2 separate regions of the Sus scrofa genome follow, and region 1 is linked to region 2. The links are chromatin contacts, called in public promoter capture Hi-C maps. All regions are on one chromosome and are shown on one strand. The core of a region is the stretch at or near the end of the contact, and the rest is flanking DNA. Distances in the headings are between cores, read along the strand shown.

Region 1 (6,322 bases), core at 2,409-4,908, 1.4 Mb after region 2:
GAACCTACATCCTCATGGATACTAGTCAGGTTCCTTTCCACTGCGCCACAATGGGAACTCGTCTGTTTTTTTTTTTTTTTTTCTTCTTTCTTTTTGTTCCCCCAACTGCCCCATGGCATATGAAGTTCCTAGGCCAGGGATCAGATCTGAGCTGCAGTTGGGACCTATACAGCAGCTGTGGCAATGCTGGATCCTTAACCCACTGTGCTAGGCTGGGGATCGAATCTGTATCACAGCTTTGCAGAGATGCGCCTTTTCTGTTGTGCCACAGTGGTAACTCCTGTTTTGTTTTGAACAGAACTTGTTGATGGTGCCTGTCTGTCGAGCCCTAAGAGCAGGGACCCCATGTGTTATGGTATAGTCCCAAGGATGTAGCTCATCCTCAAGAGCTATTTCAGGGACAGAAGTTCAAATAAACAGATGAACGAAGAGCTATATTCCAGCTTTACGGTGATGCTAAACCCACCCACCAAGCAGTGGGCAAATTGTCTACAAAGTGCAGGGAAATGTTAAAATGACTTTGTCCCTGCCCTTGGAGAGCACACCAGCTCTTTACCCAGGTTCTAGAGGCTTCCAACAATCTCCTGGATGTCAAATTCCATTTCCTGGTCTCAATTCCTCTTGCCTCTTCTGATCTCCACTGCAGGTGGGGAGGAGGCCCATGCCCTCGCATGCTTTGGGGTCACTCATAATGCACTCAAACTCCTTGGCCTGCTTCAGTTCCCCAGGGAAAGCTGTCAATGAGGGGAGCCCCAGCTCTTGGGACAGGACAGCACGTGGTCACTGATCATATAGAGGATGACGCCCTGGGGAGAGAAGGGGTGGCTGTGTTCAGGGCCCAGGGCCCCTCACCTGTGAGGTCACCTTGACAAGTTCTGGTGAATTTGGGGGGAATGCCAGCCTGCCTGGCACCCTAGATTCGGAGTCTGCACTAATGTGGTGGGGCCTCTGGGAAGCACTTCTGAGAACTGGGCTCATTTGCTCATCACTACTGTGAGGTAGTGGAGTAACTTCCATTTTACAGGAGGAAAGGGGGCCAGAGGTGACCACTGATACATATGCCCTGGGTCTGAAAGGGAATAAATATTAGCCAAGTGTGGGTGCTTCTTAAAGGGCCAGGCACTCTGCCAGGCACTTTATAGGAATGATGTCATCCAACCTGCAGCACAGCCCTGCAGCATAGGCCTTTGCTGTGGGTCCAGCTGCTCTCCTATTTTACAGTTGAGGACACAGAGGCTCAGGGCAGTAAAGCAGCAGCCAGTGGCCATGGCCTGCAGGGCCTCTCGGCTTCCACACGGCCTTCCTGGGAAGTTCCTCCCTATGCACCCCCTTCATCTCTCTGCCCCTACCTCCCCGAATCCAACCCCCCACCTCCTCGTGCCCATGAGCTCTCACCATGGGCACCAGGAGTCCCTGCAGCATGATGTCTCGGATCTTCTGGCCCCATCCGGTGCCCTGTTGGGCCTCCTGCCCCAGCAGCTGGCCCAGCCCCATATGGCAGAAGCCATACTTCGTTGCCGTGTTCTTGCACTGTGTCCCTTTGCTACAGCCTGGGCCACCATGAAGATGATCAGGGGGGACTTGAGGATGTCTCTGGTGCCCAGGGAGGAGGGAGTAGGGTTGGTGCCTGGTAGGGGCCGACAGGCACCAAGGTGATTGTAGGCACAGCTTGACAACATGGGACACACAAATGCTGGTGGACTCGTTTTTGCCCTAGGGTGGCATCTACAGGTGCATTTCCACATCTAGCGGCATATCCAGGTAGGGCATGCATTAGTGTTGCTGTGGGTTGTGTGGATAAGGATGTGAATCCGAACAGGCCAGGCCCTTTGCATGCAGCACCTTCTTGAAAGCATCACAATAACCCCATCACCCCATTTTACAGTTGAGGAAACTGAGATGCACAGAGGGGCAAGGACTGGCCCATCCCTCCAGTGTCATTCCATACCATCTTCCCCTTCCTTTACAGTATTTCAGCCTCAGTGGCCTCCCTTCTGTCCCTGGAACTCATTCCTCCCATGATGTTCCTCCCCATTCCCCCCTCCCTGGAAGTCCCTCCTTCAGGTCACAGCTCACCCATCAGGTCTTCTATATGCTCTGTCTAAAGAGCCTCCCATTCCATTATTCCCAGTCTTGGAATCCCATTCCCTCCAGCAATGCCCCGATCAGTAATGATTTTGCCTGTTTACTTGCTCTTGTCTCCCCAGCCAGATCGCTGTATTCCATACTCCATGAGGACAAGGACTATTTGTCTTTCTCATCCCATCTCTATATTTCTTGTCTTTTCTTTTTTTTTAGGGTTGCACCGGGGGCATGTGGAGGTTCCCAGGCAAGGGGTCCAATCGGAGCTACTGCTGCTGGTCTACGCTACAGGTACAGCAACGTCAGATCTGAGCTGAGCCTGAGACCTACACCACAGCTCACAGCAACGCCAGATCCTTAACCCACTGAGCAAGGCCAGGGATCAAACCCACAACCTCATGGTTCCTAGTCGGATTTGTTTCTGGTGCACCACGATGGAACTCCCCGTCTCTATATTTCTAAGTAGTTGGTGTGGTTTCTGACGTATGGTATTGGGTAAGGAATAAATGAAAGTCCATAACTATCAGACCCACCCATGGAGTGCTGTAGTTTATGGTGCAGTTTTGGTGTCTTTGCTTAGCCAACTCCTAGTTTAAAACGTCCCTCTTGGAGTTCCCGTCGTGGCTCAGTGGTTAACGAATCCAACTAGGAACCATGAGGTTTCGGGTTCGATCCCTGGCCTTGCTCAGTGGGTTAAGGATCCGGTGTTTCCATGAGCTGTGGTGTAGGTCACAGATGCGGCTCGGATCCCGCGTTGCTGTGGCTGTGGCGTAGGCCGGCGGCTACAGCTCCGATTGGACCCCTAGCCTAGGAACCTCCATATGCCGCGGGTGCGGCCCTGGAAAAAGACAAAAAGAAAAAAAAAGTCCCTCCTCCCTGAGCCACCTGCTCTTTCCCCGTAGCAGCCCTGTTCTTCCTGGCTTGTAGGTATCATTTTCCGAGACTGTATAATCCACCACAACCTCCAAGAGGACAGGAGATGGTTTGTCATATTCACCATGAACTGCCCAGAACCCAGCCAGCAGGTGCTGAAAGTGGATGGAAGAATGGCTGGTCCCGAGCATGCGAGCATGCGCAGTTGTGTTACTACATGGTGGGGGAGGGGTGTGTGCACACCTGGAATTGGACAGGGAGGGTACTCGTACCTCTCGTACCTCTCTCCTGCCCTCCATAGCCTCCTTCCCTTCCATCCAGTTAGCCAGCCACCTCCGCGATGTTACCCTTCTGGGGCCTCAGGGCCCTGGCCATCTGTGCAGCTTGAACTTGCACAGACCCACTCCGCCAGCGGCCGGTGGGGTGATCCCCACCCAGGCCTTGACCCCTCCTGGCTCGGTTCCAACGTCACAAGGGCTCCTGGCCCGATCACTTGACGAGATTATGGTTTCCCTCCTGGGGCTTAGGGAAAAAATGAACACCAAAGAGACTCAGGTGGAGCCGCAGTGTTTCCGTGCGAAGGAGGTCTCAGGCACCATGGTAACGCGGCCTCCTCGGACTCACTTCCGGAGTGGAGTAGCGCATGCGCAAGGCTTCTGGGCGGCCAGGAAAAAGGCTTGTTTCTCCACCCCTTCCCAAGATGCCCCGCGGTCCTTAATTGGGACGTCACGAGCGGGGTGTTACTATACAGCGTGATTGAGTTATCCGCACTATATATTGCAGTCAGCTGGTGCAGGAGCAGTAGTAGGTGTTGCTTTTAAGTCAGATTCGGAGCCTGTGACGCGGCCCACGGGAGAGTTTCGCTTCCGGTTTAAGTGGCTGCGCAGGCGCAGACGTGGCACGAGAGGCCTCAGAGGCTGACCGCTGTTCCAGCGCCACCCCCGGATAGTTTTTCCTAGGATTGGCGGCTCGGGGTTCTCGATCAGGGACCAGAGAGCCGAAACCTCGAGGGCGGCTTCCGCGGGACCTAGAGACCCTCATCCCGGGGGAGTCGAAAAGGACGAGGATCCGACCAGATTTCTACCATTGCGCATCGCCCATGGCGGCCCTCGTAAGTGTAAGGCGAGGGGTTTCCGGGGTCCTGGCTGCAGCCTTTATACTCCCTCACTCACTGCACTGCTTTCTCTCCCCTCAGGGCCCCTGCAGCCAGAATGTCACTGAATATGTTGTCCGAGTTCCCAAGTAAGTCCCAGACCCCAGTTCCCCGTCTCCTCCCAAAAGGGACTAAGCCTTCAGGCACCTCCTGATTCTCCTTCCAGACCGGTAGCAATCTAAGGGCAGGGCTGAGGTTGAGCCGAGGTGTCTGGGGCATCACTGTTTTTTGAAGAGAGTGAATGAATGAACGAATGGGTGCATTATTAATACACAGTATGGGGAGTTCCGTGTGGCTTAGAGGTAAGAAACCCAGCTAATATCCATGAGGATGCGGGTTCAATCCCTGGCCTCACTCAGTGGTTTAAGGATCCAGTGTTGCTGTGGCTGTGGTGTAGGCTGGCAGCTGCAGCTCCGTTTAGACCCTAGGAACTTCTGTATGTGGCCGGTTTGGCCCTTTTAAAAAGCAAAAAACAAAACAAAAACAGTGCCGGTATGATGCAGCCCCCCTACCTAGCATTCCCTCTGCCACTGCCCACTGTGACTGCTGGGTGGATTCTTGTTGATCCTGGAAATCCTAGTTCCACTATATTCCCTATCTGCCACCTCACCCCCCTTGCCTAGGGCTGAGTTCCCAGTTAGCGCCAGATCTTGGGTTCCTAGAAATCTTTGTCCGTTTTTCTGAATGGAGTTGAGAATATGGATCCCACTTTGCCAACAGACTGGGAACCTCTGAGGTCTTTTATGGGTCCCCAGCATTGCCTGACACAAAGGGCTGAGCCAGGGAGGGTTTACTGAATGAATGACTGAGCACTGCCTCTTCATGTCCATTCCAGAAATACCACCAAAAAATATAATATCATGGCCTTCAATGCAGCTGATAAAGTCAATCTTGCTACTTGGAATCAGGTATGTTGAGGTTCGGAGGGGGTGAGAGAACCCAATCATGGACTTTGTGGTTGTTATAGTTGTTTAGTTGTGATAGTAACCAAGGCTTAGCTTCCTCAGCTCTTCACCATGGAGATAAGTGATGACTAAGGCCGAGGCCAAGTTGCTGAGCATGCCTGAGGGGTAAATGCAGGAGGTTTTCTCCTGAAAGGAGCTGTGCCTACCAGTGGGCATCTTGGGCCTGGATTTATCTGGGCAAGGGAGGGGGCTGCCTCCTACAGATGCTCTAAGAGCCCCCATTGTCAGAGGCTCTAGCAAGGGCTTTGGGAGCTGTCTTAGCTCATTCAGGAGGCTATAGCAGAATACCAGAGACTGTGGTTTCTCAACAGTAGAAATTTATTTCTCACAGTTCTGGAGGCTAGAAGTCTAAGATAAGGGACCAATAGGTTTGGTGTCTGGTGGGGCTCTGCTTCCTGGTTCACACCTGGCTCATTTCACTGTGTCCTTGCTTGGTAGAAGGGGGAAGGAGCTCTCTGGGATCCTTTTTTTTTTTTTTTTTTTTTCCGTGGCATGCAGAATTTGTCAGGCCAAAGATCAAACCCGAGCACCAGCAGTGACCTGTGCCACTGCAGTGACAACGCTAGATCCTTAACCTGCTGCACCACAAGGGAACTCCTCTGGGGTCCTTTTTTTTTTTTTTTTTTTTTTGGTCTTTTTAGGGCCGCAACCACGGCATATGGAGGTTCCCAGGCTAAGGGTCAAATCAGAACTGTAGCCACCAGCCTACACCAGAACCACAGCCACAGCAATGCCAGAACCGAGCCATGTCTGCAACCTACACCACAGCTCATGGCAACGCCGGATCCTTAACCCATTGAGTGAAGCCAGGGATCAAACCCGCAACATCATGGTTCCTAGTCAGATTTGTTTCCACTGCACCATGACAGGAACTCCTGGGATCCTTTTTAAGGGCGCTCATCCCATTCATAAGGCTCCAACCTCATAACCTAATCACTGGCAGGACCCGTCCTAAATATCATCACACTGGAAATTAGGTTTTAACATATGCATCTTGGGGGGACGCAGACATCCATCCATAACAGCAGCCATTAAAGGTTAAACAGAGAAATTGTAAAGTGAACTGGCCACTGAAGGGTCAAAGGCAGGTGAAAGGAGAACAGGGGAGAACAGGGGGAGGTGAGCCTTGATGGGGCTTGGAGCAAACAGCTTATGAGAAGTGGCTGGATTCTGACTTTTCTTTTTAAAAATTCTTTTTCTTACTTTCTTTTTTGCTGCCTCATGGCACATGGAGTTCCCTGGTCAGGGA
Region 2 (7,227 bases), core at 1,745-4,244:
ACCTAAGAGACTTGAGCCACAGCAGTGACAATGGCGGATCCTTAACCCGCTGAACCACCAGGGAACTTCTACACCTAGTGTCTTGAAGGCCGCTCTGTTGTGCACCATGTGAGGGACCTTCCACCTTGGAAAGATCCTCATGACAACCCAGTGCCAGCCCAAGCGGGATTGAGGGCCAGGGGGCTCACCAATGTTGGGTGTATCCTCTGCCTACTGGCCCCTCACCTTGCAGGGGTGGCAGCCTGGCCTAGAAGTTCCAGGGGTACCAGGAATGGGTTCAAGGGGCAGACTCCAGCTGCTTGCCAAGTAGATATCGCTTCACTGGGCCCAGCATTCTCAGGAGCCTGAGGGGTGGCCTGGCCAGCCTCCTCTTGCCCCCTGGAGCCTGACCCACCATCCTCGGCCCCAGATCCCAGGCTCCCATTGGCAGAGTCGGGCTGGGGGGCCATCAGGTGTAGGTACATATCTGTCATATGTTCAACCAAGGCAGCACAGGGCAGGCGGGACAACTCCTCAGGAAGTGCCATGAGCAAGTCAAGGACCACAGCTGACTCTGGTGAGGGATGGAAAGGGGATGGGTGAGGGGAGGGTGGGGTTTGCCACCAGGAACTCCCACCCCCAGAGCCACCGGCCCTCCCTTCTCACCAGCTGCAGAAAGCTCTGGGCCGTGGCAGCTGCGGGAGATGGATGACAGGTACTTGTAGATCTTCTCAAAGTCCACAGAAAACTCTCCCTCAGCAGATGGACCAGCCAGGGACTCAGAAGATGCCTCAGGGGCAGGACCTTGCACCTTGGGGGCAGGGCCAGGAGCCTCAGGGCCCTTGTCCTCCTGCCCTCCAGGAGCACTGAGGAGCAGTTGCTTTCCTCGAGCCTGGGTGGGCTTGGGGGGCTTGGAGTGCAGGAGGCTGATGGGCTCCGTGGCTGCAATGGTGAGCACCTGGCAGGTAGAGAGATCAGGGAGGGAAAGACAGAGGTCTTCTCATGGGCCACTCCCCTGCCATTCAGGAGACTATGCCTTCCACCTCCAAATCCTCCCTGCCACCCCAAGAACAGGGTGGAGATGGCCTCAGAAGTGGAGACACTGAAGCTAGGGTGGCAAGAGGAAGGGACCCAGATCCAGCTTAATTAGACTCATATATATGATCCTGTCCCCCCCAGGGACCCCCATATCCTGCCTGGGGAATGGCAGTACCTGTGAGAAAGCCACAGTCAGGGATTCTTCCAGCGGGCCTGTTACCTTTTCAGCCAGATCCATCCATACCTGGGTGGAGCAACCAGAAGGTACACGGTCAGCCTAGGGATCCACCCTCAGGAGTTCCCCAAGCCTTACTCCTCCTGGGGCTCCCCTGAACAGCTTATCCCTCCCCCAACCCCACCTCATTCCCCAGGAGCTGGCTCTGGGGAGCCTGACCCTGCCTCACCTCGATGGGGGCTGGGGGCTGTGCTTCCTGGCGTCTTAGACCTTGTGGGCCACCAGGATACATCCTCTGAATGGCTTCCCGGGCCACTCGGCGCTTGAGCTGCCGCAGAAAGTCCTGGACCTGGAGAAGTGAGAGGAGGAGACCAAATGGATTTTAAGTCCAGGGCTTAAGCAGTCCACTGCCTACTCTCTGGCCTCCCGCTAGCCCGGGGTTGAGTCACAGTGACCCTTAAGGGTCTCGGGCCAAGGCCCCAGGTGTGATCCGTTACCTGACAAAGATGCAAGGCCAGTTCTGGCTCCTCCCTTTGGCAGGGCCCAAGCCCGTGCTAAGTACTACCCTAGTCACCTCCCAACTTCGTCCACTCTGCCCCATTCCCCGACTCATTTCAACCTCATTCCCGCCCAGGTGCTGGCTGCAATTTCCTTCCAGTCCCGGGCGGAGACCGGGTCTTACTCAGAGTTCGCCCCGCCCCCTCAGCCTTCCAGGGCACTGCCTCCTCCTAGCCCCGCCCCAAGACGCGCCATGCCCCGCCCCCACCCCGCCCTCAGCTTCTCGCAGGGACACACTGCCTAGCCTCGCACCAGTCCCGCCTCCTCCAGCGTTCTTCCGGTTCCTCAGCCTCGCCCCCGCCCTAAGCCTCACCCTCCACCCGCCCACTACCAGGACCCGCCCCGCCGCCAGTCCTGGACGCATCCTAGTCCCGCCTCCAGCCTCGCTCCCGTCTCCGGACCCCTCTTACCTCCGCATCACTTCTGCCCGACAGTTCCCGGGCCAGCTCGGCGGCGTCCGGCTCCGGCTGGCCCCGTCGCGCCTGCAGCAGTCGTAAAAGCTGCCGCTTCTCGCGGGCGCTCCAGGCCGCGGGCCGGGTCACCTCTCCCAGATAGCGCGCTGGGGCGGCTCGCCGCCGCTGAGGAGGCTTCATGCCGGTGCGGCGCGGGAGGGCGGTGTTGCAGCTGAGCCGTTTCCGTGGTGGGCGGGGTTACGGCGGCCGGTGGAGCCAAAAAGGCCCGCGCGGAGGCAGAAAGGGACGGGGGCGTGGCTCTGCGTTTGCAATCGGAAGCGAACTGCCATCCTGGGAAAAAATGGAAGGAGTGGTATCTGAGGCGGGAGCGGAAAAGACCCCCCCACACACACACACGCATTCTATCTCTTTTGTGAACTGGAGCCGACACCTTAGATCTCGTGCCTTCTCTCCAGTCCAGGACTAAGTCTTGGGAAACTCGCAGAGGGGTGGGCCCTGGCCAGAAAGCAACTATCCAGTCGTAGCCAAGAGCCTGGGTTGTGGGGTCGGCTAGCCCCGACTGGTGAGCAAGTGACTTGGCCGTGCCTAGCCTCAATTTCCTCAACCGTAAAATGGAGTTAATAGTCCTGCCCTTCTGTGCGGGGAGGAAGGAGCTCTGGCAGGAGGGATTTGAGGACCTTTAGGCTAGAGGGAGAGGGGGCTGGGGTAGACCTGAGCTTGTGGCTTAAGCGACGGCAGGATCTGGGCGGTGGGAGTGGAGCGCGAATAAGTTCCCTCTTTGAGAAGGCAGGTGGGCCGGTGTAGGGGTGGAGGAAGGAGAGGAGGCTTATTTAAAATTTAAGGGAGTTCCCGTTGTGGCGCAGCGGAAATGAATCCGACTAGTATCCTTGAGGATGCGGGTTGGATCCCTGGCCTCGCTCAGTGATTCGCGGATCTGGCATTTGCTGTGAGCTATGGTGTAGGTCGCAGACACGGCTTGGTTTCCCCGTTGCTGTGGCTGTGGAGTAGGCAGGCAGCTACAGCTCCGATTCGACCCCTAGCCTGGGAACTTCCATATGCCCCGGGTGCGACCCTAAAAAGCAAAATAAATAATTAAAATAAAATTTAAGCTGCTAGGGTTGGGTATCCTTTCTTTTATATGGAACAAAATGCCCTTGGGTCTCCTCTGGCACGTATTTGTATGCGTTTGAGCTCCGCCCCAAAGCCCCACCCCTCCAGTCTGGACCTCTCCCAACCCTGATTCCCCACCCACGAGCTAAGCGCCTACGCCAACTTCAGAACTCTGCAGTTCAGGCCACGTGTTTATTTTGAATCCAGGTGGGAGGATGGGAGGAGGAACGAGAGGAGGCGGGGCGCAGGGATTGTGGTCCCTTCGAATCCGAAGTCCTGGCGGGCGTGGTCTGAGGCCGTGGTTGGTATGTCTCCGGACCCTGTTGGGGGCGCGCCATCTCTGGGGAAGGGCGACTCGGGTTGAGCGGGGAGTAGGACACAGAGGCGGGTCACCCCCTTTCCAGCCGATCATTGGCCGCCCCATCAGTCTGTGTGCTGGGGTGAGGGTGAGTGCTAGGTCTGAAACCCAAATTTCTTTGCCTAGTGCCTGCCTGAGATGTTGAGGTCCTTTCCTGCGACGCTGAGCCTGCAATCCGCCGCGGGCCACCGAGTTCAAATCTCATCTTCACCAAATTTTGTGACCTTGGCAAGTCAGAGAGTGCCTCATTTTTCGTATCTCCATTATGGGGAGTATAAAAGTATCTACCATGTTACAGGGATTAACATGCGTAAAAAACTTGGAATTCTGCCTGGCAGAGAGAACGCGCTGTATAAGAGTCATTATCACCTCCCTCCTCCAGCTGTCCTACCGGCCCCACTTGACATTCCCCCTCATCTCTGCCCCCAACTCTTACCTGCCTTACTGGGGCCTTCAGGGCTGGGGGCCGCCCGGCGAGGTTCTTGGAGGCGGGCCAGGGGGTGGGGGCGCTGGAGAGGAAAGACAAGCTGAGGGGTTGGGTAAGGGCCTGGGCAAGGGCGCCCCCTGGGGGATTCTGCGGGCGTAGCGGAGGCATGGTCAGGCCCTTGCAGGCTGGGATCAAAGCGACCTGGGGACAGGACGCGCCAGAATAGGCTGGGGGCCAGGTAGAGATCCTGGGGGGGTCGGGGGTCGGGGCGGAGGCTGGTACCTGAGTGCGCGCAGACGAGGCCGAGCCCGGCAGCCAGAGCGGCGCCCAGCACGAAGGCGGCCAACACAAGTGCCACCACCGGCGCGGGCTCCAGGGCTCCTGGAGCTGGCGCGGGAGGCTCGGGGCGCGCCTCTCTGCCGGGGACGCCCTTGGGTGGCCCTGTGAGGAGTACAGTGCTGAGACTGGGTTTAGGCCTCGGATGTCCTCCCCACCCCAGTTCCCGACCTCAGGGACCCCCGCGCAGGACTACTGCACGCTCACTGGGGGGCAGCCGCGGCACAGTGACCACGATGGGCTGCGTCAGCGTGTGCAGGTGGGAGCCGTCAGCACCCAGACTCTCAGCGCTGCCACTGCCGGCGCCCGCGCACGCCTCATCCTGAGGCAGACACTAGGAGGAGAGGAGGCAAGAAACGGGGGCGTCAGGGCCCCGGCTCGAGGGGCTGGTCCCCAGGGCTCCCAAAAGATCTAAGCGTCCAGCACTCTGTTCCAACCACGAGTCGCACCACTAGACCCTCGGAAATCCCGCCCCTTCGGGCGTCCCTGTGCCCAACCCTAGCCTGAGACCCAGTGTCTACTCCCAGTTTTGAAGTACCCCTGCCCCCCCGGTCCCAAAGCCCCCAGTCTCCCAGATCCCCAGACCCTAAGAGTCTTCTCAGATGCCAGAGGCGCTTGTGTCCAGCCCGGACAGGCCTGGGCACCCAGACTGCCGGCCCTGCCCCCGCGCACCGGCGACGGAGGCGGCAACGTCAGAGGGGCAGGCGTCCGGCGGGCTTCCCGGAGGCGGCGGCAGCGGCTCAGCTGACAGTGCAGGAACTGCACAGAGGCGTTGAAGACCGGGCGCAGGCGGAAACTGAAGCGCGCGGGGCGGGCGGCACCCGGGAACCGCCGCGGTGGCGGGAAGGTGACGGAGGAATCGGCTGGGCAGCCCCCGCGCAGCAGCGCCAAGGCGGGGCCCGGGGCCGGGCGTGAGGACGGAGTCACTGAGCAGCGGTGCAGGGTCAGGCCCCAGCGCGGGGAGGGACGTGCCAGGGCGGCCTGAAGGGCGGGGTCGCGGTGAGGATCGGCAGCCCCCACCGGCCCCCACCCGGCCTCGGTGTGTCCCGCGTCCGCACCTGCACATACACGCGGCTGTTGGCCGGGACCTCGAGCGGCCCAGCGCGGCGCAGGAAGGCGTCCTCCGCGTCCGACAGCTCCAGACTGAAGAGGGGTCGGCGCAGCCAGGGCCCAGGTGCCGCGGGAAACGGGGGCGCTGGCGGGGGGAAAGGGTGGCACAGAAGAGGGAAAGAACGCGCTTCCTCTTAGGCCCCCCTGCGAGTAAGCCAACCTCCTCGCCTCCACCTCCTTCTTTGGAAACTGGATGCAGGCGCGGTGGAGGATTCACCCATGCTCGGCTTGGCGCCTCGCACCGCCAGCCGAAAAGCTTCTGTATCCTCTGAAGACCCTGGGGACTTCACAGCCCAGCCCCTGAACCTGGGGAAAAGCTGCGCTTTCTAGGGGAGACCTCCATTTCCCCACCTGCAGTGAGCGAGAAGGAACCCCTGGTGGGGAAGGGAGTGAGGGTTGCTTGTTGGTGGAGGGTCCCCTTGCTTGAGGCCAGAGGATTCAGGGCCCACCTGGGGGTAGGGTGCAGGCCCCATTCTTTCCTTTCTAAGGGGAGGGGAGAACAGCAAGGCGCTCTCCCCCCAACCTCTGCCACCAGGTTCCTCATCCCCAGGCCAAGGGCAGTGGCACTCTGCTGGGGTCTCTGTCAGATGATGTCCTCCAGCATTCGACAGACTGCTCCCCTCCTGCAGCCCTTGGCCTCACTGTGGCTGCTGGGGACTTTGAAGAAGCTGGGGATCCAAGAGAACCTGGAAAACGGGGGATGGGGCAGACCCTACCTCCCACCCATCCCTGCTCCCCCAGGTGGGGTGGACCTCCAAGAGGTGACACAGTAAAAGGGCAACACAGGAACAGGGCTGTGCCGGGGCATGTCCCCTCACCTGTACATACCAGGTGGCTCGCTGGGCAAGGTGGCTGTCCCTGGGAGCAGGGCCAACAGCAGGAGCATGGCGCGCAGCATGCTGGACTGAGGCAAGGGCATGCAGGGCTGGCGGCAGAGGTGCCTGTCAGGCAGCACCCAGGCCCTGCCTGTCCTTCGCTGGGTGGCCTCTTTGGGAGGCGGGGAGTGGGGGCGGCAGGCTGCTGGGCCGACATCAGAGCTGGTGCCCAAGGCCTACTGGGATTAAGGGCTATCCTGCCGGACCTGTGGCTGTCCGGTTAGGTAGGGGGAGGTTTCTCACACCGGCAATGGGGCAAGTCACTACAAACACCAGTCCCCCAGCAGCTCCCCCCATCTCCCCTTGATGCAGAGGCCTCATCCACCGGAATGGCCCACTCCCCCAGACCCCACACCCAAGGTCAAGGCTCACAATCCCTTCCCACTGCCAGGTCTTGCCAGGCTCAAGACACACCACAGACTCAGTGGATGAAAAGGGAGGGATTTTATTCTCAAGCATCTAAGGATTTACAAACAAGGGCATTTCATTTTAAAAAGGAATGGGGGCAATACTGGTGGCCTGAGAAGGGGTCATGGACCTGTGGGCTGGGCCAGGCCACGCCAGGCCCCTTACTGCCCGCTCTGCCCTCTGCCTGGTCCAGAGGGATGGCTGGTGACTGGTGACTTGGGGTAGGGGTGGGACATGGGAGAGGCAGGTGGGGAGAGGCTCCCACTTAACACTGAAGGGTGGGGGCGGGGGGACGGGTGGACACACACAAAACAGAAAATCAAGTTAAATAAAAAATAAACCCAGGCAGCTGGCCTTGGGCCTGCGCAGGCCCTGGGGCCAGCCACGCGACCTTCCCAGCCATCCACAAAGGCCCCCGGGGCTGGGCCTGGCCTGGCAAG

The links. Promoter capture Hi-C pulls out the DNA fragments that hold promoters and counts their contacts.
Region 1: a contact with region 2 is called in a promoter capture Hi-C map of liver, with 5 times the contacts expected there. The contact joins the promoter of GTF2F1 here to the promoter of SNAPC2 in region 2. A contact is called at or near these places in 1 of 5 promoter capture datasets (liver) and 1 of 47 Hi-C or Micro-C datasets (embryonic fibroblasts).

What each region holds. Positions count from the first base shown.
Region 1 is chr2:72,683,954-72,690,275 of Sscrofa11.1, forward strand. It overlaps GTF2F1 (general transcription factor IIF subunit 1), which reads left to right and starts at 3,659. Exons shown (of 12, transcript XR_301807.3): 1 at 3,659-4,066; 2 at 4,151-4,197; 3 at 4,944-5,016.
Region 2 is chr2:71,291,514-71,298,740 of Sscrofa11.1, forward strand. SNAPC2 (snRNA-activating protein complex subunit 2) reads right to left here and starts at 2,995. Exons shown (of 5, transcript XM_003123198.4): 1 at 2,161-2,995; 2 at 1,422-1,541; 3 at 1,193-1,261; 4 at 646-937; 5 at 1-553. The coding sequence starts at 2,343. The coding sequence ends at 222. It overlaps TGFBR3L (transforming growth factor-beta receptor type 3-like protein), which reads right to left and starts at 6,659. Exons shown (of 7, transcript XM_021083896.1): 1 at 6,323-6,659; 2 at 5,453-5,589; 3 at 5,067-5,375; 4 at 4,602-4,728; 5 at 4,341-4,499; 6 at 4,068-4,140; 7 at 3,447-3,855. The coding sequence starts at 6,536. The coding sequence ends at 4,085. LOC110259350 (a long non-coding RNA gene) reads left to right here and starts at 3,438. Exons shown (of 2, transcript XR_002341675.1): 1 at 3,438-3,578; 2 at 3,758-3,975.